Regions from separate parts of the Sus scrofa genome. Here region 1 is linked to region 2. A link is a contact called in public promoter capture Hi-C data. All regions are on one chromosome and are shown on one strand. The core of a region is the stretch at or near the end of the contact, and the rest is flanking DNA. Distances in the headings are between cores, read along the strand shown.

The links. Promoter capture Hi-C pulls out the DNA fragments that hold promoters and counts their contacts.
Region 1: a contact with region 2 is called in a promoter capture Hi-C map of fetal skeletal muscle, with 6 times the contacts expected there. The contact joins the enhancer-like site here to the promoter of PARP1 in region 2. A contact is called at or near these places in 1 of 5 promoter capture datasets (fetal skeletal muscle), 4 of 47 Hi-C or Micro-C datasets (alveolar macrophages, brain, liver and 1 more) and 1 of 2 datasets of contacts at active chromatin or transcription factors (skeletal muscle).

Annotation. Positions count from the first base shown.
Region 1 is chr10:14,533,406-14,538,580 of Sscrofa11.1, forward strand. It overlaps a transcript of PSEN2 not described here. Among named protein-coding and RNA genes, the nearest start is that of PSEN2, 8.7 kb to the right of the region's middle. Within about 2 kb of position 3,001, at least 16 of the 83 cell types and tissues checked have an H3K27ac peak or open chromatin away from gene starts, as enhancers often do. A contact at or near this core is called in fetal skeletal muscle and retroperitoneal adipose tissue, where this site is marked.
Region 2 is chr10:14,237,981-14,243,163 of Sscrofa11.1, forward strand. It overlaps PARP1 (poly [ADP-ribose] polymerase 1), which reads right to left and starts at 3,184. Exons shown (of 24, transcript XM_003357641.4): 1 at 2,873-3,184. The coding sequence starts at 2,992.

The sequences.
Region 1 (5,175 bases), core at 1,751-4,250, 300 kb after region 2:
TGGCCTGCAGCACCCGGCCAGGGCCACTGCTTTGCGGGACCGAGAGGGGAGGCGGGGGAGTCTTCCCGCATATGCCAGGAGCAGGATCTCAGGTCCGGCCTGGAGCCCTCGATTTCGTTATCAGCGGTGTTTGGCTGTTTTATCAGGCATTTACCGCTGTGAGGAGACTCCCAGAGTCAAGCTCTTGAAGCTGAAGGAACGCAGAACAGAAGCTAGTTCCCATCCCAGATTTTATCAATGAAGAAACTCAGCCCGCAGAGTTAAAGTGACTTTGTTCAAGGTCACCCAGGTAGGATATATATGAGAGCCAGGCTTAGAACCCTTTGGCCTGGCCTCTAGTTTTGTTGTCCAGACCTTTGGCTCTTGGATGAAATGCCCCCTGTCTGTGACTTCACGAGTGTTCCCTTTTCACAGTGTGAACTCTAGATTGGTGCAGTAGCTGCAGCCTTATTTACAGACAGGGAACCTGACAGGCAAACCTTCCAGAACAGTTGCAGAGCCAGCTTGACTCAAAATTGACAGCTCGGGTTGCCAGCCTGTTCAAAGAGTACCTGGATCAGTATAGACCCCTGGCTTCTGGTGTGGATCCCCCTACTGTCTATATACACAGCCCATTCTGTAGATACCTGAGTCTCCAAGGATTTCAGCCAAGACCTTTGGCGGTAATTAAAGGCTTTGTATAAGCTGCTTCAGGTGTGTGAGTTTCAGGTTCCCCTTGGTGTGAGTTTGGCCCTGTGGGGGCGGGAAAACATGTCAGCAGCTGCAGCCTCAGCCCCCATCAGGTGGGCAGGGAGTCCAGGTTCCTGCCTTGACTACTGGAGGGAGAATTCAGGGCAGGGGCTGGAAGGAGGGGGCTCGGAGGAGTGTTGCTGTGGAGCGGGATGGATGTTGTTTCAGGTTTTCAGGGAACATTCTGGATGGTTTGGTGTTGAAGTATCCATGCACCAGGTCTAGCATCTGATGTGTGCATGTCGGGAGGCGAGAGCCCTGAGCCTGTTTGAGGAAGAGGACAGGCCTGCTGCTCAAGGCCTGTCACCCCTCCCCCCAGGTCCTCTCTGGCTACTCACTGTCCCACTGCACACCCAGGGTTTGCCCGCCACCTTGGTCTCTCTCCAAATTATTGGTGACAATAATAGCAATAGCATAACTTTTTTTTTTTTTTTTTTTTGTCTTTTTGCCTTTTCTAGGGCCACTCCCCTGGCATGTGGAGGTTCCCAGGCTAGGGGTCTAATCGGAGCTGTAGCCACCAGCCTATGCCAGAGCCACAGCAACATGGGATCCAAGCCGCGTCTTCGACCCACACTGCAGCTCACGGCAACACTGGATCCTTAACCCACTGAGCAAGGCCAGGGATTGAACCCGAAACCTCATGGTTCCTAGTCGGATTTGTTAACCACTGCGCCACAACAGGAACTCCAATAGCATAACTTATTTTAATCAGTTGGTCATATACAATAAAAAGCCATTTTGTACAGGAATTGTCACAGTGGTCTTGAGAGCTCTGATCACACTGAAACAGTTTTCATGTTTACCCTTTACCAGAAGGGGAAACTGAGGCTCAGGGCCATGAGCAGGTTGTCCTGTTGTGTGGCTTCCATGAGCACCAGGATTTGAACCCAGCTAGCTTTATCTTCTTCATCTTTTGAGTTTTGGCACTGGAGGCTTCCCGCATTCACGCCCTACCCATGGCCCTGTACCTCTGCCCCAGGCATTTCTGTGCAGTCTCCATGAGCAACTACTTGACAAAGAGAAAAAAAAAATTTTAAGGAAACCAAAGCAGTGTGTGTGTGTGGCGGGGGGGGGGGGGGGGGCGGGTCACATCATGTTTCTATTGAAGACGTGTTTGGCTGTTTTTCAGCTGTTGATTTGACTTTTAGATTCTGTCTCGTTGGGGACTGGCAAGACAGCAAATGTTTCTGCAAGTATTTCCACCTGTTCCTGGACTCCGGCAGCTGGGGCTGGAGCTGTGGGGACAGAGTGCCAGGGCTCAGGGGCTGGCACACCCTCCCGGCTGCCTCTGGACAGGGCCTGGGAGGTTCCCCTCACCTTGAGCTGACCGGACCTGATAGGGGCTTCGAGCCTTGTGTAATCAGTGTTGGCTTCTAGGCCTGGAGTGGGTGAGGTTGCAGTGTTACAGTCTGGGGAAAAGTCATTTCAGCTCTGTCCTCAGGGAAGACCAGATGTCAGGGAGGGAGATCATTTCCGTCTAGTCCCTTCATTTCCTGGGAGAACGGGTGACACATTTGTCTTTGTTAAAATGTCTTCTGGGAGTTCCTGTCGTGGCACAGTGGTTAACGAATCCGACGAGGAACCATGAGGTTGTGGGTTCGATCCCTGCCTTGCTCAGTGGGTCGAGGATCCGGCGTTGCCGTGAGCTGTGGTGTAGGTTGCAGATGCGGCTCGGATCCCGAGTTGCTGTGGCTCTGGCGTAGGCTGGTGGCTACAGCTCTGATGAGACCCCTAGCCTGGGAACCTCCATATGCCATGGGAGCGGCCCTAGAAAAGGCAAAAAGACAAAAATAAATAAATAAAATGTCTTCTGCAGCAACGGAAGAAAAATTAAAAGGGTTCTCACCTTCTGCCATACCTTAATCAGAAACCTCCCGACTTTTTAAAAAATAAAAGCAATACGTGCTTGTTCTAGAAAATTCGGAAAATATTTTTTCTTCAGGGCATCCATTAGCCGCCGCCTCCAGCTCAGAGCGGCATTCTTATTGACATACATTTCCTTACATTTGCCTATTAAAATATTAGAAGCAGAAAACTGAAGCTGGAGATTGGCATCCTATTTTTTTCTGATAATGGTATGCCTTCAGAATTTTCCCTTCATTGAGTTTTCTCGGAAAACTGCATTTGATGGAAAGCATCTGAACATTTATCTCACCAGCCCCACAGAGAGGCACTGTCCCACTGTCCCTTCTGAATCGACCCTGAGAAGCAGTGCCCTGTTTCCTGCCCCCATGCCCACATGTTGGCGCTTCCTCCCGGGAGGCATGTGCCGGGCACAGCTGCTGCCCCCTCCTGTGCAACTCTAGCAGCAGAGGGAGAGCGGGGAGGCCCCTGGGCTGGAGCTGTGGGTGGGGGCGGAGGGAGACTTCTGCCTTTTAAAGGTGGCAGGTGATCCCAGGAGTGAGTAGGAGGCGTTTCCTGAGTCTTGTCTGTGTCTTGTGGGCTGCCTGCCTGACCGTGGCCCTGGCCCACAGAATATGTGACCCTCACGGGGTTACAGGTACTTCAAGGGGCTTGTCCTTGGCACTTTGGAGATCTGAGCTTTGACTCTGGCTCCTGGTCTGCGGGGCCTTAGAGAATTCCTCTTGCCCCTCTCGGCTTTGGTTTCCGTAACTGTGAAAAGCGGTGCTGATCAGATGGCCTTTAAGGTCCTTGCCAGCTCTGACATCCGTCTATGAAGTGCCCTTTTGTTTGACAAAATGTTTGTCTTACCAGCACGCCCTGGTCTAGGGCGAGGTGAAAACCCCCAGAGGTCTCCCCAGGGCCTGGGTGACGCGTGACCTTGGTGCTCAACTCATATGTCTGGTGGTTTAAGCGGCTTCGTGACTTTCCAAGAGGAGCATCAATAGCCTTCTTTTATCCCCTCACTCTGTCCCTGCCTTTATGTCATCTCTATTATAACTGCCATTTCTTGGACATCTCTTATGTGTCAGACCCTTTACACATGACTCAAGTTTTTACAGTAATCTTGTGACATGGGCCTATCCCACTTTTTGCAGAAGAGCAAATTAACCACGTGAATTTAAATGCTCCAAGGCCAGGCAGATGAAAAGAATGGTTCAAATGACATGGCTCGCTGATTCCAACTCTGTCTCTAAGGCTCAGCTTTTTCCCACTGGCTTGCTGTTTCTCATTAAAAAAAAAATTTTGGAGTTTTCACTGTGGCTCAGCAGATTACAAACCCAGCTGGTATCCGAGAGGTCCCACTCGGTGGGTTAAGGATCTGGTGTTGCCGTGAGGTGTGGTGTAGGTCACAGATGCAGCTTGGATCTGCTGTGGCTGCGGCCTTGGCTGGCGGCTGCAGCTCTGATTCAACCCCTACCCTTGGAACTTCCATGTGCCTCGGGTGTGGTCCTAAAAAGCCAAAAAAAAATTTCTGGGCCCAAAAGTGGCATGTTAGGGATGCAGTCAGCTGGCTACCTTCCCAGCTTCCCTCCCCCGCTTCCAAAGCGCCCCTTTTCCAGGCTCCTTCAGGAAATGGGGGCTACCTCCCTGTGTCCTGGACACCTCTGAGTAGGACAGGGCAGACAGAGGTCAATCTAGAGCCTGGGTCAAGGTTCAGGAGGCCCCCTCAGGCCCCCTGGGGGCTGTGAGTGGTTCTTCAGGGCCACCCCGTAGGAAGCAGACCCAGGCCCCAGGTCCAGCTGAGGCCGCCTCCCTGCGCTGGGGAGAACCATTGGCAAGGGACGCGGGCCGAGGTGGATGGACAGATTTACGAAGGTCAGCCAGGGCCCATCCACTGTCAGGAGCTCAGGGCCAGGGCAGGCAGGCGGGCGAGCTGTGGGAGTTTCCTCACTGCAGCCATCCCTGCCCTGGTGTAGGGGAAGGCTGGGGTCCCCCAGGGTCCTGGGAGCTCTGTGAGGTTACCTTGTGACCGTAAGAAGTGGCCTGTTTAAAACCAATGCCACTCTCTTCAAGGGCGCCCTGGAAAATAAAATGAATGAGTATAACAGGGCAGAAACACAGGTGGAACAAACTAGTTCTTAGCGGGGGTAAGAGAGCAGGAGGGGTTTAAGAGGTACCAGCTGCTCTGTATGAAATACATGATACAAGGATGTCATGTACAGCACAGAGAACAGAGCCAGTAATTTATAGTGACCATATATGGAACATCATCTATAAAAATATCCTCACTGTCGTATGCCTGAAACAACTATGCTGTTGTAGGTCAACTATACTTTAATAATGAAGGTGAGGAGACACCCACCTGGGTTAGAGCTCTGCCACAAAGAAACCAAGGACCCAGATCCAGGCCTTTCTCTGCCCCCCCCCCCACCTGTTTGTGGTAAATGCAGTGACTCCCACTTTCCTTTTGGAGCCGCGATTTCCATCTTTTTCCGTGAGGCACTAGTGTTTACTACGGCATTTAAATATTGATTTTCGGAGTTCCTCTTGTGGCGCAGCAGAAATGAACCTGACTAGTATCCATGAGGACGTGGGTTCAAT
Region 2 (5,183 bases), core at 1,934-4,433:
AGAAGGAATTCCAATCCACAGGGGAGTGGGGCGGGGGTGGGGGTGGTGAAGAAAGGCCTCTTTCTTTCCCTCTGGCCTTCAGCAGCTCAGCCAAGACCAAAGTTATATTCTGAATGAAAACTCCACCTCCCATTACAATTAGAAAAAACCACATGAACTCCCCAGCTCCCCCTTTTCAGCCACCCCTCAACAAATAGAACTCGTGGATCAGGGATCAGGCTGGAGCTAAAGCTGCGGGAACGCTGGATCCTTAACCCACTGTGCCAGGCTGGGGATCAAACCTGCGTCCTAGCACTCCCAAGACGCCACCAATCCTTTGTGCCACAGCCGGAGCTCCACCACATTAACTTTGAATACTAATTCTTTCTTTGAGGTAAGCAGAAGGAGGGCCCAGAAACCCCGACTTTATCATTTTTTAAAAATTTTTATTGCAGTACAGTTAATTTACAAGGCTATGGTTACTTGGGCTGCTGCTAGATTTGATTTGGTTCAGGAAATGATGACTCAGGAGACAGAGCCAACCCTCCCTTCATGCCTCACTGGCATCCTTGCCTCGGTACACTGGCTGGACCGAGGCTTTCTGTCTGTCCTTCCCAATAGAACAGGGGCTTCTCTGGCTGTCGGTGAAGCCTTAGGGATGTCCCATTCTCAGACTAACATTTCAAAATGCACGATAAAATACACAGGCTCACAGAGGAAATCGATTATATTGAAATAATTATCAAAACATTAAAAAAAAGTTTACTGGGATATAATAATCCATGAGCTTCAAACATCAAATAACAAAATACAGTTAAGTACCCACTTTAATAACGACTGCAATTTTCTAATGATGAGTGTAGGTGGTAAATTTTTGAGAAACCCCCAACAGCTGTACGAAAATAACTAGCCTTGATGACAAAAACCCCAGGTACTGCTAATTTGCCTTTGCTCTGCTGTTTCCATTCCTAACTGGAGGAAGCAGTGGATTATAATGAAAGGCTACAGGGATGCCAGGGATGCACATGTTTTTTTCTCATCTAAACTCATGGACTTACTTCCTAAATTCTACCTGCCATCCCAAAGACTCTAGGTAAAGAACCCCTGCACTATTGGGAGCTTCTTAAGATCAGTGGCCCGAACATTAGGGTAAAATGAAAAGACGCCCCATAGGAGATAAGGGCTCTTCAGATGATAGGTCTTGTCTCCTCTTCCATCCTCAACTTCCTGTTACTTCTGTGGCAAAGCTCCCACCCTGGGCATATGACGCCTAGTGCAGAGCTCCATCAGGTGGCACCTACCCCTGTACAGCAACATTTACCAGTCATCAGCCCTGTAACCCAACTGGAAGCTCCCAGGAGTGGAGTCTCTCCTTCTGCCCCTAGTACCTAACACAACGCCTGGAACCTACCAGGTGCTCAGCAAGTATTTACTAAATGAAGAAGTATTGTGTGCCAGGTATTTAGCTAGGTGGCCCTGAGGACACCAGGGTGACAACCCCAGTCCCTGCCCAGTTATGAAATGAGATCGCCTAAGCACACTTGGTACCCACTCCCCTCCACCCCAAAGCCAGCAGTGCTCTCTGGTCATTTCTAAAACATGAACTGGGGAGTTCCCACTGTGGCTCAGCAAAAAGGAATCTGACTGGTAACCATGAGGACACAGGTTTGATTCTTGGCTTTGATCAGTGGGTTAAGGATCTGGCGTTGCCGTGAGCTGTGGCGTAGGTCGCAGACCAGCTTGGATTTGGTGTTGCTGTGGCTGTGGTGTAGGCCGGTGGCTACAGCTCTGATTCCACCCCTAGCCTGGGAATCTTCACATGCCGCAGGTGGAGCCTTAAAAAGAACAAAACACAAACAAACAAAACATGAAAATTGGGAGTTCTGTCATGGCTCAGGGGTAAAGAACCTGACTAGTATCCATGAGGACACAGGTTCGATCCCTGGCCTCACTCACTGGGTTAAGGATCTGGCGTTGCTGTGAGCTGTGGTGTAGGCCGGCAGCTGCAGCTCTGCTTCCACCCCTAGCCTGGGAACTTCCATATGTCAAGGGTGTGGCCCTAAAAATACAGGGGGGAAAAAAAAAAACACAACAACACAAACTGCCTCACGGAGGGGAGAGAAAATCAAGCTACTGGGACCTTGAGGTCCAGATAAACACCTCATTCCAACAGCCTCTGGCCATCTCTGTAGGCCTCGGGGACCACCAGAGGGATTTCCCTAATCAGCCAATAAATCCAGATAAGGAACCCCCGGAGCCATTCTTACTCAAATCGGATTAGCTGCAAATGCAGCAAGTCTGCGAAGTTGGAAAGTTTGGGGAAAAGGTTATTTTAAACCACAAATTAAGCTCAAAGAGGGAGCACCGTACTGAAACGACACCGACTTGCATAGCTTTGCATAATTTTAAAAAATGAGAGTGAGCGAATGTAGAAGATTGCCAAAAATAGCTTAAAAAAAAAAAAAAAACCCTCACTTGCCAGTCGCCACCACGAATATAAGACAAAAATCTTCCAGCGCAATGTAGGTCAAAACCAAACTAACTTCCAAAGACCACACGTACATTTTCTTTCCAAGGCGAATAGCAATAACAGAAACAAGAACAGCACCACCCCGGAGTAAGGATAAAAGCAGCTCCTTATTTTTTACAAAATAAAAGGCACCACCAGCTCCACACCGTATTTCCCGGGCTTTTTCAGCAACATCAGCAAAACCTTCCGGAAGAGTCCACCCGGCGGGCCACACGCCGGGAGGAGCGGCAGCAGCAGCGCCCGCAGGCCCAGCGCGGGCTCCGAGCGGCCGGCCTGGCCCGCGGCTCTGGGCCAGCCCTCCCCCAACCCTCCCCGGACGCTTGGAAACCCCCGCCGCGCACAAAGCGGCCTCTCATCCCGCACCTGCACCATGATGGCCATCCGGAGCGAGTCCTTGGGGATGCTCTCGCTGCATTTCTTGCAGGAGGCGCGCCCACTCTTAGCATACTCGACCCGATAGAGCTTGTCCGATGACTCCGCCATCCTCCTCCCTGTGCCGATGCAGCTCCCGAAGCCTGACGCTGCGACCTGCAGACACGCAACCGCAACCGCCGCCGCCGCCGCCGCCGCCTTGCTTGCCTGTCTCCTCCCAGCAGGGCCCCCAGTGCCCAGAGCCGCCGCCGCTGCCGCCAAGCACGCCGCGCCGACCACCCGCCGCTCCCGATAGATTGCTGATGCCTGGCGGGGGGGGCACGCCCCGCTAGCCGCGTTCACGGGGCGGGGCCGCCGGCGCGCACGCCCCCTGCGGGCTGGGGGCGGCATTTCCCTAGTGCTTGCTGCTGCCGCGTGAGCGAGGCGGAGCTGCTGGGGGTCCATGCTGGCTGGAGCTCCGCCTGTAGCTCTTTGGCTGGGCCGGCCGCAGTGCTCTTAATCATTTGTCCCCAGGAACACTTACGTGCTCTTATAACTAAACCCACCCCTGTCCCCTTTTAATACGTGTGCCCTCTCTCCCTGGAGGCGAACAGGTCTGGGAGGTGCTGGGCTGGTTCCAGAATGTGGTTGACCTGCCAAAGGTAGGTCAACCTGGGCAGGTTCTAACTGCAATCTGCAGGCCGTGGGTACTGAAAACTAACTGAAATCTAGCATTTTTCACTATGAATTTTAATGCATGAGTACAGATTCTGGGAATCCTGTGACTTTCTCAGCAACAATCATCAGAGACTTTTTTTTTTTTTTTTTGTCTTTTTGCGATTTCTTGGGTCGCTCTCGATACATATGGAGGTTCCCAGGCTAGGGGTCCGGCAGAGCCACAGCAACGCGGGATCCAAGCCACGCCTGCGACCTACACCACAGCTCACTGCAATGCCGGATCCTTAACCCACTGAGGGAGGCCAGGGATTGAACCCACAACCTCTTGGTTCCTGGTCGAATTCGTTCACCACTGCGCCACAACGGTAACTCCCCAAAGACATTTTCATATCACTTTATAATTGTTGGAGAGCACTCAACATCAAGTTCATCATCACTTAAGTTGCCGTAGTTAAGAGACCTGCTTACCTATTTCTACAGTCTGTTAAGAAGTTGCTGCAGCTGCATCATAGGTGGCAGCTGCGACTGGGATTCCATCCCGGGCCAGAACTTCCATAAAAAACAAAACTTGTTGCTGCTAGATCTTGTTACTTAATGGAGAATTATATTTTAATATAACTAGTTTCTTTTAAAGTTCTATGCATTTTATTTTATTCATTTAAAACATCATTATAATGGAGTGTGTTGTATTTGAGAATATTCAGTTCTGCTATAGAGACAAGAAAAAGAAACAGGATGAAACAAACTTGTTAAATAGAGAAGAAAGCTAGTAGCTTATGAGACATGGATATTGATTAAGCAAGTAGGTTGTGAGACATAGGTAAGAACCTGTTTTGTTTTGTTTTGGGGTGTTTTTTTGCCCATGGGAATTGGAATGTGGAATTTCTAGGGCCAGGGATCAAACTGCACCACAGCGGTAACCAGAGCCACTGCAGTGATAATGCCGCATCCTTAACCTACTATGCCACAGGGGAACTCCAGCAAGAATCTTAAGTAGTGAGCTGTTAGATATGTTGATGGCGAATAGAGTAAGTGAAGTATATGATAGAACAAATCAAAGAATTTTAGTAACCAAATCAAAGGCTATGATCATTCAACCTCTGCGTTGACAATTATGTCATCCCTAAAGGCCACTCATGGGTGATGACACTGTGGTTCCATGGCTTACATATCCTCTGCCCAAGAACTGCAGGTAAAACCAGTGTCTGGAGTTCCTGTCATGGCTCAGCAGAAACGAATCTGACTAGTATACATGAGGACGCAGGTTCGAACCCTGGCCTTGCCAAGTGGGTTAAGGATCTGGCGTTGCCCTGCCATAGTGTAGGCTGCAGATGAGGCTGGAATCTGGTGTTGCTGTGGCTGTGGCTACAGCTCCAATCCACCCTAGCCTGGGACCTTCTATATGCTGTGAGTGCAGCCCTAAAAAGACAAAAACAAAAAACAAAAAAACAAAACAAAACAAACAACCCATCAATTTCTGTTCAGCAGGCTGATTGGGGAGCTACATCTGTGACCAGGTGTACTTGCTCCTATGTCTGTCTTTTTTTGGGGGGGGCACACCTGTGGTATATGGAAATTCCCGGGCTAGGGGTCGAATCAGAGCTACAGCTGCCAGCCTACACCACAGCCACAGCCACACCAGATC